Regions from separate parts of the Mus musculus genome. Here regions 1 and 3 are each linked to region 2. The links are chromatin contacts, called in public ChIA-PET and promoter capture Hi-C maps. All regions are on one chromosome and are shown on one strand. Each heading gives the region's core, a stretch centred on a gene start, on an enhancer-like site or on the middle of the called end of the contact. The rest is flanking DNA. Distances are from core to core; before and after follow the strand shown. Region 1 holds the start of Gfpt1 (glutamine fructose-6-phosphate transaminase 1). Region 2 holds the start of Snrnp27 (small nuclear ribonucleoprotein 27 (U4/U6.U5)). Region 3 overlaps Nfu1 (NFU1 iron-sulfur cluster scaffold).

Region 1 (4,365 bases), core at 1,323-3,822, 360 kb after region 2:
GAAACACTTTGACTGAAGGATCAGAGCTGTTCCACTGGGGTTGGGGGAGCCTTCCCCCCACAGGCAGAGCAGAGCTGTAATACCTCTGTAAGGGAAGAGTTTACTTTCAGAGCTGTGACACTTACAGGAAACAAAAATCACAGAGATGAGGAAGGTCAAAAAGTCTTAAAGCAAGGACTAGCTGGCTAGCCTTATATCAACTTGACACAAGCTAGAATTGCCTGAAAGGAGGGAGACTCGTTTGAGAAAAATGTCTCCATAAGATCCAGCTGCAAGGCATTTTCTTACTTAGTGATTGATTGGAGAGGGCCCGGGCCCAGCTCATGGCGGGTGGTGCCATCCCCAGGATGATAGTCCTGGGTTCTATAAGAAACAGACTGTGCAAGCCGTGCAGAGCAAGACAGTAAGCAGCATCCCACCATGGCCTCTGCATTAGCTTCTGACTCCAGGCCCCTGTCCTGTATGAGTTCCTGTGTGGCTTCCTTCAGTGATTGACTACAGTGTGAAAGTATAAGCCAAATAAACCCTCTCCTCCCCAGCTTGCTTTTGGTCACCATGTTTTGTTGCAGCAATAGAAGCCCTAATTAAGACAGAGACTCTCCCTCCTTAAATTTGTTCAGTGTTGCTGGTTAGGAGAAAACAAAACAAAACAAAAAAACCGTGTTCTCAGATGTTCAAATTAGGCTCAGATGGCCTCTTTCCTTCACACAGCATTTATTTTCTCCTCTGGGTTTATTTTTACAGGCCCAGAGAAGGCAGAGCTCTACACAGAGGAGGGGCAGTGTCTGAGCTGGCACATGGTTACAAAGCATTCTTTGTATGGTGGTTTAGTGAGCTTGTTCAAGGCTGGGCTGGAGAGCATTGGCCTTTAAAGTTTCCTTTCAGCTGGTGCTGAGCACCTACCCAGACAGCAGCAGAACGGAGATGGGTAAGATAAGGAACTGTGAGTCGGTAGGCACAGCTGAACAAAGTACTGTAGCTGAAACACTTTGCTGGTACTACTGCCATTTCCTTTGTGGCATCGACAGGTTTGCTGCCAGCAAACAAGGGAGGCAAGGCACCAGAACCACACTTCGGTTCTTGTGCAGTATCATTCAAGTCGCCTTCCAGGGGAGGGTCTCTAAGAGGTCCTCTAAGGAACATGTCACTGTGTTAGCTCTGCCAACGTAATCTAGGGACCTGTGTAATGGCTTGGAATAATGAAGAGCCTTTTAGATGAGAAATACTTCCTTGATTACTTTTTCTAGCCTCTATTTGAGATAGGCGATAAAAAAACTGAAAAGCCTTTGCTTCCTTGCACATACAAAGAGCTTAGGACAAGCCTATAAGGCTTTTATCACTCTTTCCAGCCACCAGAACAGTTTTAATTTGCCACGTATTGCTCTGGTCTATGACTAGGCAAGTGTTGGTTATTAAAAAAAAAAAAAGCCAACCAAACAAACAAACAAAAAAATCTCACTCTATCATAAAGGAACTTAACAGTTTAGTGGGGAGAGGAAAAAAACCACCTTTAATACAGAAGTCTGTTATAGCCGGGCGTGGTGGCGCACGCCTTTAATCCCAGCACTCGGGAGGCAGAGGCAGGCGGATTTCTGAGTTCGAGGCCAGCCTGGTCTACAGAGTGAGTTCCAGGACAGCCAGGGCTACACAGAGAAACCCTGTCTCAAAACAAACAAACAAACAAAAAACAAAACAAAAAACAAAAAACCAAAGAAGTCTGTTATTGTATGAGACAGATCAAAGGATGAGATGTTAAAACCATCTTGGGGAGACCTAAAGATGTCACACTTAAAAGTGGCAAGGATGTGATGTGGGACTCTGTAGAATAACCCTGGCGTGCAGTTTTGAATGCTGGAGCAGTAGGAAGGGGATTCTGGCTGAGAGTGCTTCTGTGGGCCCTACTCATTCATTTCCGTTAGAGCTATCAAGTGCGGGCTGATAACCAGCTACTTTTGCTCCAAGGTATTATTTAAACCTTCTGAAAGGGAACGCCCCGCTAACTCCTCTTTTCTCAACGGAGAGTTCATTCGCGACAAGAGCGATCCCGAGTACAACGTGCCCACAGCTTCCCTGAGCGCAGGCGCAGTGCTGGGACTACTGACTAGTGGTACCTTAGGCAGAGAACAGTGAGGAAGGCAGGGAGTGGGGCGCTGAGCACCTTGCCTACAGCTCAGGTCGTCACCGGAATGGCTGCCCGAGGGCGTCCTGCAGGCTCCCGCACCTCTGCGCCAGCAGCGCAGTTCCGGCCACCGTGGCTCTGCACACTGACACGTCTGTCCCAGGCTCTCCCTCCTGCCCTACAGCTTTTCTCTCTGTCTCCCTCCTTCCCGTTCCCCTTGAAACACACAAACTGCTGTGTAAACATTCCCTTCCTCCTCCTCCTCCGAGGCTCGGCTCGCCCTCAGCGGGCGGCTCCAGGAACCTAAAGCGGATGCTGGTCGAGCCCCTGCCACGTCGCTACCCGCAGCTCTGCGTCTGCGCGCTGGGCGGGCGATGCCTGCGCGTGAGCGGCGCGGGCGCGGCCCAATGGGAGAGCCGCGGCGGCGCGCGTGGCCGGGGGGGGCGGGGCGGCAGTTGAGAGCGAAGCGAGCGCTGAGTCGGACTGTCGGGTCTGAGCTGTCGCATCCCAGAGTCCTCTCATTGCCACCACCCCGGCCCGAGCTCACCCTCGCTTCTGAAGCTCTCCGCGCGCCCGACAGCTCAGCCCTCGCCCGTGACCAACATCATGTGCGGTAAGGGCAGCGATGGGGGTGTGTGGTGGCCGCAGGGCCCGCGCAGTGAAGCCAGAGGTGGACAGCGCGTGTCAACAGAGCGGCCTTGGGGCTGGGGTCCTGAAGAGAAGGGGGGCTTGTGGAGCGGGCATCCCGAGGAGATTGAGGGTCCTGAGGGGAGCCGGGATCTGGAAGGAGAAGGGTCTCTGGGGAGAAAGGCTGCTGTCCGTGAGGCAGGGACTCTAAGATGGGGATTCCGGTGTTGAAGGGGCGGCCGGAGCTAGTGTGCTTAAGAGGGACCGGCAGAGGAGATTGTGGGGGCCCTAGGAGTCAGAGGCTACTTAAAGGGGCTAGAGGATTGGGGGTGGGGTGGGCCAGGGAGGGTATCAGAGCGTTCAAGGGGCACCTTTGCATAGAGCTCAGAGGATAGATGAATACCTACCTTAGAAGAGCTGTGAGGCTCAAAGTGAGACCAAGTATGGAGGGATGCCTAGGGGAAGGTCCACCAGGTGAGTGAGGCGACCTGTGAACATGCTGTGTGGTACTGGGGGTTAAACTCATAAAGGCAGCTTGTCAAGTGAGTGAGTACTCTTTCCCTTAGCCACACCCCCCAAATCCCCTTTTTCTGTCTCTTTGTAACTGGGTCCCACTTGGTAGCCCAGGTTGGCCTGTAATTCACATTGCCCTGTCTCAGCCTTCCAAGTGTTGTGATTATAAGTATGAATGACCACTCCTGGCTGGTAGCATTTCTTGAATTTACTTATCTTGCAGTCTTAAAAATACTTAATTCTAGTCACTTTATTTTAGGCAGGCCTGCGAGAACTCAAGCCAACGCACTGACAGTGATACCCCACATGACTTCTGCCACTCTTAAGTCTCTCAACAGGAACCATTACTAAATCAATAACTTGATGAAATGGGCTCAGAGCTGATCTTGTTGGAAGAGAGAGTAGTAGTCCTGGCTAAAGATCCCACATCATGCATGTACACCTGTTTAACATATGTCTTTACTACAACCATTAAAAAAAACAGGCTCTTTTATTCCATATTTTAAGGCTTCTTATTTAGCTGGGCGGTGGTGGTACAACGCCTTTAATCCTAGCCCTCAGGAGACAGAGGCAGGTGGAAATCAGTGATTTTGAGTACAACCTGGTTCCAAGACAGCTGGAGCACAGTTACACAGAGAAACTCTGTCTTACCCCTCACCCCCGCCCCCCATTATCAAAAAGTGTTACTAAAAGATACCATGAGAATTATATATGATACCACTAATAATATTGTAAAATGGGAATGAGCCATTAGTAGTATTTAAAAAGTTATATTTTTACCTTTCCTTTTAAAACCGACAATGACCACTAGACTAAAGAGCGTTTGTTTCTTAGAAATAGTGTCCCACGCTGTCTCTCAAGCAGGTCTAGATCCCAGTTCTCCTTCAGCCTCGTGAGTGCTGAGATTCTAGGCATGAGCCACTGTGCCTGGTTCCCAAGAAAGAACACATTTTAGAAAGAGGTATTGTAAGACTTGTAGCTGTGTGAGAAACATTCTTTGTAGTCTTTCACTTGTAAGAACTCGGGAAGGGGTAGGTTGTCCTCAGTGTGTGTTTTCCTGTGTTTAATCGTTTCGCCTTCTGAAAATGAAGAGCAGGCTTAAGCTT
Region 2 (4,257 bases), core at 1,001-3,500:
CATTCACATGCACACCTGCACACTTTCAAATGCAACAGAAAATTTAAAAATGAACACACACACACACACACACTTCTAAATGCCTACTGATGTCTTTGAAGAGTTCGTCAGTCCCTGTGGGTCACCTGTTGCTGAGCACATACTTAAATTTCTTTACCAAATACCTTTCTAAGGGGATTTCATTCATCATTCCTGTTGCTCTTATAGACAATTCCCTAGGGCTAGAAGATTGGCTTAGAGGTTAAAAGCACTGGCTGCTCTTCCACAGGAAATGGGCTCTAGGACCTACAGCACAGCTCGCAACAGTCTGAAACTTGTTTCTGATGCACCAGGTACAGACATATATAAAGGCTAAACACCCACACACAGAAAATAAGACTAACATCTTTTAAAAGACTATGCTCTGATACACTGTAATTAAACTATTTGCCATGAGTAATGCTAGCTTTAGAATACTGTGTGATTAAACTCTGCCATTTCATAAAACCAGAGTCCCTTCTAAGTGATAAAGGCAAAGTCAAGGGCATCTCCTGGGCTCTTTGTTCTCCGCATCCTTGTAGACAAGTTTCTCAGTTTTTCTTTCTTTGTTTTGTTTAATTTTCTGTCTACACTCACCTGGAGCGTCTTCGGTGTGGAGATCTTGAGCGGCTCCTTCTGCGATCTCTCTCCCTGGACCTGGACCTTTCTCGGCGTCTTCTTTCTCGATCCCGAGATGTGGACCGGGACCGCCTACGTTCTAACAAACACAAAAATAGCAGAGCTAAAGGTTAATTTGAACACCTAGAGCTGTCATAATGAAGTATAATGCAAGCCACTACTAGTAGTCACAATGAACAGTTAAAAAAACAAAAAAGTCAGCTGAGCATGGTACTCAGGGAAGAGGCAGGCCCTTCTCAGTGAGTTCCAGGCCAGTCCACGAGCTCTAGAATAGGCACTGCTAAGTGACAGAGAAACCCTGTCTTAAAAAAACAAATGCTGGGCAGCGGTGGCACACGCCTTTAATCCCAGCACTTGGGAGGCAGAGGCAGGAGGATTTCTGAATTCAAGGCCAGCCTGATCTACAGAGTGAGCTCCAGGACAGCCAGGGCTACACAGAGAAACCCTGTCTTGAAAAACCTAAACAAACAAACAAACAAACCAAGAAGTAATTCTTGTGCATAGTGGCACACACCTGTAACACCAGGACTGGGGAAGTGGAGGCAGAAAAAGCAATCATTCAAGACCAACCCCTGTTATGGTAAGGCCCTGTTTGCCATGCATCTGTGAGGCACTAAGTTCAGTTCTCTTGATCTCTCTCTCTCTCTCTCACACACACACACCCCTACTAACATTTCAACACATAACATCACTTAAATTACTTTAAAGTCAAACAATGTGGTGTATTTTAAAATCACCCATATTTCGACCGTTTATACAATAGCCTAATATCCAATTAGATTATCTTTTCAGTCAGAATCGTATTTTTAAAACAAAGTTCTGTGTTTTCTGAAAGCATGGCTGTGTATGAGGCTATCCCCGCCCCCTTGTTTGCTCTACCATGTCTTGTACTAATTAGTAAACTGGCCAAAGTAAGGCATAATGCTACACAATAGGTATTTCCCAAAGGAAAACCAATCTATTGGACATTTACTGCACTTCGAAGGCTCAATTTGCTTGAGGCCCTGGTTGCCTAGTAAGATAATTGAGTATTAGTTGAAGGTGAGCCTTGTTCTAAACAACTAGAGACTAATTCTAATCCCTTAACATGGCTGAGGATACAGATATCCTCTGAGTTTCCCCAAAGTCCCACCTTACACGGCCTCAGTCCTATGCTCTCTGTCTTATGTACAGAAGACATTAGGATATGCGGTCTCAAATTCTAAACACTTCCAACTAAAGACCCAGGCAGGGCACCGACATTTAGAAAGCATCTGTGAGCCAAGGCAGGTTGAATGTTATGGAGGGTGACGTTAATTCTCACACCAATCCTTCACGGTAAAGTTACCTACGATGGTTACGGGGACTGGACAGAGAAAGGCAGGCTGACTTATGATGTATGCACGGTCCCCCAGGAGCTAAGCGAAGGGACTGTGGAACTCTAGTTCAGGGCAGGGCTGAGGAGAGCAGGTCCCGGCCTCGCCCCGTCCCGCACTCTCCCGGGCCTTCGAGGTTAAGGTCGTGGGTAGCACCTGACACCGTCCCTAGCCGTGAGACTTTCTGGACTCACCCCTACGCGGGGAGCGGCTACGACTTCGACCCATCGGAGTCCTCCTCCTCCTCCTCCGACCGCCCCGGAAACAACCCCACAACTTCCGGAGCAGCTGGAAGTTGATTTTTGCAGGCCGGCTGGAAACTAGCAGAGCGCGTGGCGAGGGTTCCGGCGGCTCCAGCAAACAGATGACTTAAGTCTTGCCCTGGAAGTCGCCCCAGGGCCTGAAGTTCCTGGAAGAACTGGGCGCTAATTCCGCTTCTTCAAGTTGAGATTTCTTTTTAAATCTTGTCGCGATTTACCCCTTTGTCCTGCTGGAGAACTCACCTGTGTATCGCTCCACCCAGCACAGTTCTCTCTTGTTTTCCCAGCGTTCCTCTACACGTATAAAATACATCACACCAATCCTTTCTTGTTGTGGTTTTTCGAGACAGGGTTTCTCTGTGTAGCTCTGGCTGTCCTGGAACTCTGTAGACCAGGCTGGCCTCGAACTCAGAGATCAGCCTACTTCTGCCTCCCAAGTGCTGGGATTGAAAGAGTGTCTTACAACGTCAGGCCACACGAATTCTAATCGGCATGAGCTGTTTTTGACTTTTGCATTTAATTCTTAAGTCAGCTTTATGTTGGCGCAAGTGACAGCACTGGGATTGCACCCTAAACTACTATGGCGGTTTGAGAGAGTTCGTTTTATTTTTGTATGTATGTGGGTGTCCCTTGTATTCCATGCAACTGGCCATTGAGAACCTGACAGTAGGCACTGAGAAAGTGAGCAGCAAACCCACTGCATTCTCCCATCTCTTCAGCCCCAACTACTGTTTTTTGTAAGTAAAAGGCTCCATCCTACTCCCGAAGGGAACCTCCCAAATGTTGCCGTAACCTTCAAAATGAAAGGCTTTATGAGCCGCGCGCTCGCGCACACACACAAGAACGCGGCTTCTTGCAGTAAAACATGTATACAGCGAGTGGGAAAGGCTGCAGCCTCTACTGATGGAACCAGTGCTCTTGCCAGCCTTTGACGGGCAACAGCTGAGGACAGGCTTCTAGAACAAAAACTTAGGAAGAGGCAGAAGAGGCTAGTTTTAGTTTGAAAACACTTGGTCCACTAGTCATCATGTTAAGGAAAAAAAAAAAAAGGTAAATAAATAGACTTTTGTACAGCCTCTTTTATACCTGATCCCAACTAAACTAGAATTTCCACCATGCGGCCTGACTTCCATATTTTTGAGATTATGTGTCAAGCCGTAGGAGAGCACTGGGAATCTCCTGTCACTTATAAGGAAGTTTTAGGGATAATCTTGGATAACCACTATGGACAGCTGAAGTCACTGTCCACAGTGCAAGAGGGGGATTTGAGGAAGCCAGAGCACTGTATTAGAGGTGTGAGAAGACAGCAAAGTGACATGGGGGCTATGGGTGATCAGAGACATATGCCCCCTTCTTCCCACCTCCCCTTGCCAGGCTTTGGATCTTAGGTAATGAAAACACTTAGCACAGCCTCTTCAAATTTTCAAAAGTGGCTGGAAAGTACGATGAAGTTAGTGTAACAGACATTTGTGAATGCCTGCTGAATGTTGGATCCTGCACAACTGCAGCACTGGGGTGAAGGAGGGATCATGTGGGCTCTGCCAAGAGGCTTGCCATCTTCATCATGGAAGCAGATGACAGGCTGTTTTCATATCATGGATAGTATCCAGTGTGTTAGAGAGGGATACAAGGCCACTGAGCCGAATTTGATCTTACAGGAGGGTTTCTGGGAATAATATTCCCGAGAGTTGAGATTACCTACTGTGCTATTGCACTGTGACATGAATACAACTTTGTTCACACACACAGAGGCACGTACAGGCATGGTGCCTAGCACTTTTACCTGCTTAGCCATTACACACACACATCAAACACACACAGATATCACACACACCACACCCCCACACACATATCACACACACACACACCATACACACACCTACCTACCTACCTACCTACCTACCTACCTACCTACCTACATACATACCTACCTACCTGTTGGCAATGCTTACTGAGAGAGTAAGGGTTTGTCTGTTTGCAACATT
Region 3 (4,104 bases), core at 572-3,071, 340 kb after region 2:
TTCAGGCATCCATAGATCAGAAGACAACTTACAAGAGGCAGTTAGTTCTCTCTCCTCCCACCATGTGGGCATTGAACGTGGGTTGCCAGACTTGGTAGCAAGTGCTTTTACCCACGGAGCCATCTTGCCTGCCCCTGAGTTGTATTTTTACTAATTCTTTCTGTGGGCTGATGGATGAAAAAGGAATCGAGTAAACATTATGAACAAATTGCCTGTGTGCTCTGTCAGACGCCACAGTGCACATGGTCTCTCTGAAAGGGTATGTACTAGTCATTCTTTTGACACATGTGCACATGTGATGAGTTTCAGATACGTGTGTGTATTTGCATAGTTCGCACACCTCTAATCCCGGCACTCAGGAGGCAGGAGCACGGATCTCTCTCTGCCAGTTGAATGGCTAGTTGAATGTATGTAGTGAGTTCCAGGCAGTCAGAGCTGCACGTGAGACCCTGTCTCAAAATGAAAAAAAAAAAAAAAAGGTGGGAATCTGGATTTGTCCTGTACTTGGCTGGAAATGCAACATGCTTCTTCAATGTGATTACAGGAGAATGAAGAGTTAGACTGGAATTTACTGAAACCAGACATTTATGCCACAATTATGGACTTCTTTGCATCTGGCTTACCCCTAGTGACCGAGGAGACGCCTCCGCCTCCGGGAGAAGCAGGTAGCGCTGTGTTGGTCTGTCCATGCTTGTCCAGTCTTTATTGACTTCCTACCTCATTCCCATTCACCTGGATGCCAAGTGACAGAATACAGACTTTTAAAATGTTTTTATTAGAGCTATGAACATATTAATTATACGACATTATGGGTTCAGTTAAGGCCTTTTATACATGTATATAATGTGTTTCGATCGTAAGCACGTCTATTGCTCCTCCTTGTCTCCCTCACGCCTGATGATCCTCTCCCTCTTTCCACCAACCCCACCTCCATCTCCTGCTGCTTCCTCTGTGAGAGGCTTACATGAGGCCTGCTAGTGCTGCTGACAGAAGCACTGGCACCTTACCAGTGGACACACCACCGTAGCTGATATCCTTCCTCCCCAGCACTAACTTTGTGTAGGTCCCTGGTGAGGGTGGGGCCTCATGAGAGCCTCCTTCCCCATTCCAGGGTGTTTCACTTGCGTGTGCGTGTGCGTGCGTGTGTGTGTGTGTGTGTGTGTGTGTGTGTGGTCCCGCTGGAGGCCAGGAGAGGGCATCAGATCCCCTGAAAACTAGAATTACAGTTAATTGCAAGCCACCATGTGGGTGCTGGGAACCAAACCCAGGTCCTCTAGAAGAACAGGCAGATGGTATTCCACAGCTCTTACAGTCCTTCTGCCCCTCCCCCAATACTCCTTGATGGTCTCAGTCTTGCAGGTAAGGCTGTCCCACTTAGGGCTGAGCATTCCACAGTCACTTAGGCTCAGCACTTTGACACCTACTGCATGAAGAGCTACTCTGACCAAACCAGATAGCAGTACTAATCTGTGGGCATAAATGTGGTCATTTAAAAAGAAACTTGGCGAGCACATTATGTCTATTTAATAAAACAGTTGTAGCTTTCCCATAAGGGTCTATGACCTCCTCGCCACAAGTTTTTGACCAGGTTCAATAGCAGATATAACTTCCTTCCAGTGGAGCTGGCCTCAGTTCCAATCAGAAAGCACTCGGTTACCCGACATGGGGCTTGCCACTGTTAGAGCAGGCGGTGAGCAGTGTTTTCCCGGTCTGGTCAGTGGTGCGGCGCACGGGGCCGCGCGGAGCCAGAGGGTTGACCCAGTTCTCTCCCAGCTGCCTGCGCAGTGCCTTCTGGCTGTGAGCTGGCCTGCAGGTGAGGACTTTGTGTTAGTCCCAGCTTTTGTTCTATGTCTTGTGACCAGAGCGTCAGCAGGAGGAGCTTACTGTCTAGTTCTGGAGACAGCCCAGGGCAATGGATTCACTTTTGTCATTGAATGCATTTGGCTCTGGAACCAATTTTACATGAGACAAAATTTCATACAGAGCTTCATAATACTGTTTTCTCAATTTTTAAAATTTGTATGGACATTGAATATATTATACAAAATTAAAATTTTTAATTATGAAAAATTCTGAGAATTCAGAACCACCATAAATAAGGCACAAAGTTGCTTTCACTTAGATTCAACAGATGTTAACTTTTTCTGGAGAAGGTGTCAAGAAACAGTGTTAGTTCTTCTATAGCTGCTTTAGACCCATTTTTAAAGGGAGTATTAAGAATGCAAACTGTATGTAGTACATTGCAGGTTTTTTTGGGGGGAACCAGCTTAACCCCGCTTCCCGCACTGCATCCGCCCTACTGCTCCAGCTCGTCACCTCCAGCCTCCTTCCCCTGGGCCTGTCCCCTCACCCTGGTCCTTCTGTCTGTCTCAGCCCAGCTCAGCTGCCAACTCCATATGCTTCAATAAGCCACACTCCAATCTGATCTGACCAGCAGCAGGACAGCTCCTGTCCCTCCCATCTCTTTGTCCTTTGCAGAGATGAGGGTTGCACGACTTCCTTCCTTCCCAGGCAGCTTGCTTTTTAACACGATAATTCCAGATAGTCATCTTTTGGACAGATTTGGAAGGACAACATTTACACATAGAAAGCTGGTAATGGGCTGTTGAGAGGACAATACCAAATATTCTGTCACTGGCTAGCTTTTTCCCCAGGGACCCACCTCCAAGCCCTGTGTGAGGGGGAAGGCCTTCTAGCTGAAGGATTGCAGCTAGGAGGGTGGTATTTTTCTATGGCTTTTTTTCTTTTGTTTTGGGTTTTGAAACAAGGTCTTGCTAAATCTACCCAGCCTGGAACTTCCTATGTAGACCAGGCTGCCCTTGGACTGTGACCTTTCTCTGTCTACTTGAGTGCCACTATGCTTGACTATGCTTTTATGTCAAAACCTTCCTGTTTTATGCTTATATGACTTCAAAGTTGTTACTCTTGGTTTTCTTATGATTTTTTTTTCTAGGCTCTGAGGAAGATGACGAAGTCGTGGCAATGATTAAAGAACTGCTAGATACTAGAATAAGGTAGGTATTAGCATCCTCCCACCCCACGCCACGCTGCATACCATGCCCCACGCCCTGAAATCTAGTGCTGCAGAGACCGTTCTCATTAAAGCAGCAAGCTTTCATCAGGAGATCGGAGCAGGGCTCCAGATCCATCATCACTGTAAACCAGCATAGGTCATCATTGCAGTTAAACGTAAAGAGAGCTGTGCCTCAGTGCCCAGTCTGCTTTGCAGCAGTCCACACGGAGAGAGGCAAGAGGGATTCTCCTCACAGTCTTTTTAGGATCATATCTGTGAGGATTGTGACGAGAGTAGCACCCATGTGGCAACTGCCACAAACAGAGGAAAGACAGAAGCTAGGCTTGGCGACACTCTCCTTTAGTCCCTATAGAAACAGGTAGGCGGATCTCTGTGAGTTTTGAGGCTAGCCTGGTACACACAGTGAGACGGTGCCTCAAAAGCAAAGCAAGCAGACAAACAACAGGAATAAACACAAGACTAGTGGACAGCCTGTCTCCACTTTCCTCACTGCAGACCATTGAGTCCAGATTTTTTAAAATTTTTATTTATTAATTATTTATATGAGTGTCTCTAGCTGCATATGTATCAGAAGATGGCCTGGCCGGCCATCAGTGGAAAGAGAGGCCCATTGGTCGTGCAGACTTTATATGCCTCAGTACAGGGGAACGCCAGGGCCAAGAGGTGGGAGTGGGTGGGTGGGGGAGTGGGTGTGGGAGGGTGTGGGGGGTTTTTGGGATAGCATTGGAAATGTAAATGAAATAAATACCCAATAATAAAAAAAAATTATTTATATGAGTAGAGTGTAGCTGTCTTTAGACACACCAGAAGAGGGCATCTGATCTCATTACAGATGGTTGTGAGCCACCATGTGGTTGCTGGAACAATATTGAACTCAGGACTTCTGAAAGAACAGTTAGTTAACTGCTAAACCATCTCTCCAGCCCTTAAGTCCAGATTTTTAAAGAAAATGTATTCTTCTTTAGTTATTTAAAGAAACAACTTAGATATTTAATAGTAAGAGTCTGGCTAAGTAGCCAGGTGGTGGTGGCACACACCTTTAATTCCAGCACTAGGGAGGCAAAGGCAGG

What was found. Promoter capture Hi-C pulls out the DNA fragments that hold promoters and counts their contacts. ChIA-PET counts read pairs in DNA pulled down with a chosen protein or histone mark.
Region 1: an RNA polymerase II ChIA-PET map of memory CD8 T cells shows a contact between it and region 2, with 16 read pairs. The contact joins the promoter of Gfpt1 here to the promoter of Snrnp27 in region 2. A contact is called at or near these places in 2 of 39 promoter capture datasets (hippocampal neurons and neural stem cells) and 3 of 115 datasets of contacts at active chromatin or transcription factors (cardiomyocytes, extraembryonic endoderm stem cells and memory CD8 T cells).
Region 3: a promoter capture Hi-C map of embryonic stem cells shows a contact between it and region 2, with 2.4 times the contacts expected there. The contact joins the enhancer-like site here to the promoter of Snrnp27 in region 2. A contact is called at or near these places in 3 of 39 promoter capture datasets (embryonic stem cells and hippocampal neurons), 3 of 115 datasets of contacts at active chromatin or transcription factors (the 230-238 cell line, embryonic forebrain and memory CD8 T cells) and 2 of 9 other capture datasets (embryonic stem cells and pancreatic islet).

The regions. Positions count from the first base shown.
Region 1 is chr6:87,040,274-87,044,638 of GRCm38.p6, forward strand. It overlaps Gfpt1 (glutamine fructose-6-phosphate transaminase 1), which reads left to right and starts at 2,573. Exons shown (of 19, transcript NM_013528.3): 1 at 2,573-2,732. The coding sequence starts at 2,726.
Region 2 is chr6:86,682,241-86,686,497 of GRCm38.p6, forward strand. It overlaps Snrnp27 (small nuclear ribonucleoprotein 27 (U4/U6.U5)), which reads right to left and starts at 2,251. Exons shown (of 6, transcript NM_025665.2): 1 at 2,207-2,251; 2 at 616-736. The coding sequence starts at 2,240.
Region 3 is chr6:87,020,175-87,024,278 of GRCm38.p6, forward strand. It overlaps Nfu1 (NFU1 iron-sulfur cluster scaffold), which reads left to right. Exons shown (of 8, transcript NM_020045.3): 5 at 545-665; 6 at 2,954-3,014. Among named protein-coding and RNA genes, the nearest start is that of Nfu1, 12 kb to the left of the region's middle. Within about 2 kb of position 1,822, at least 8 of the 459 cell types and tissues checked have an H3K27ac peak or open chromatin away from gene starts, as enhancers often do. A contact at or near this core is called in embryonic stem cells, where this site is marked.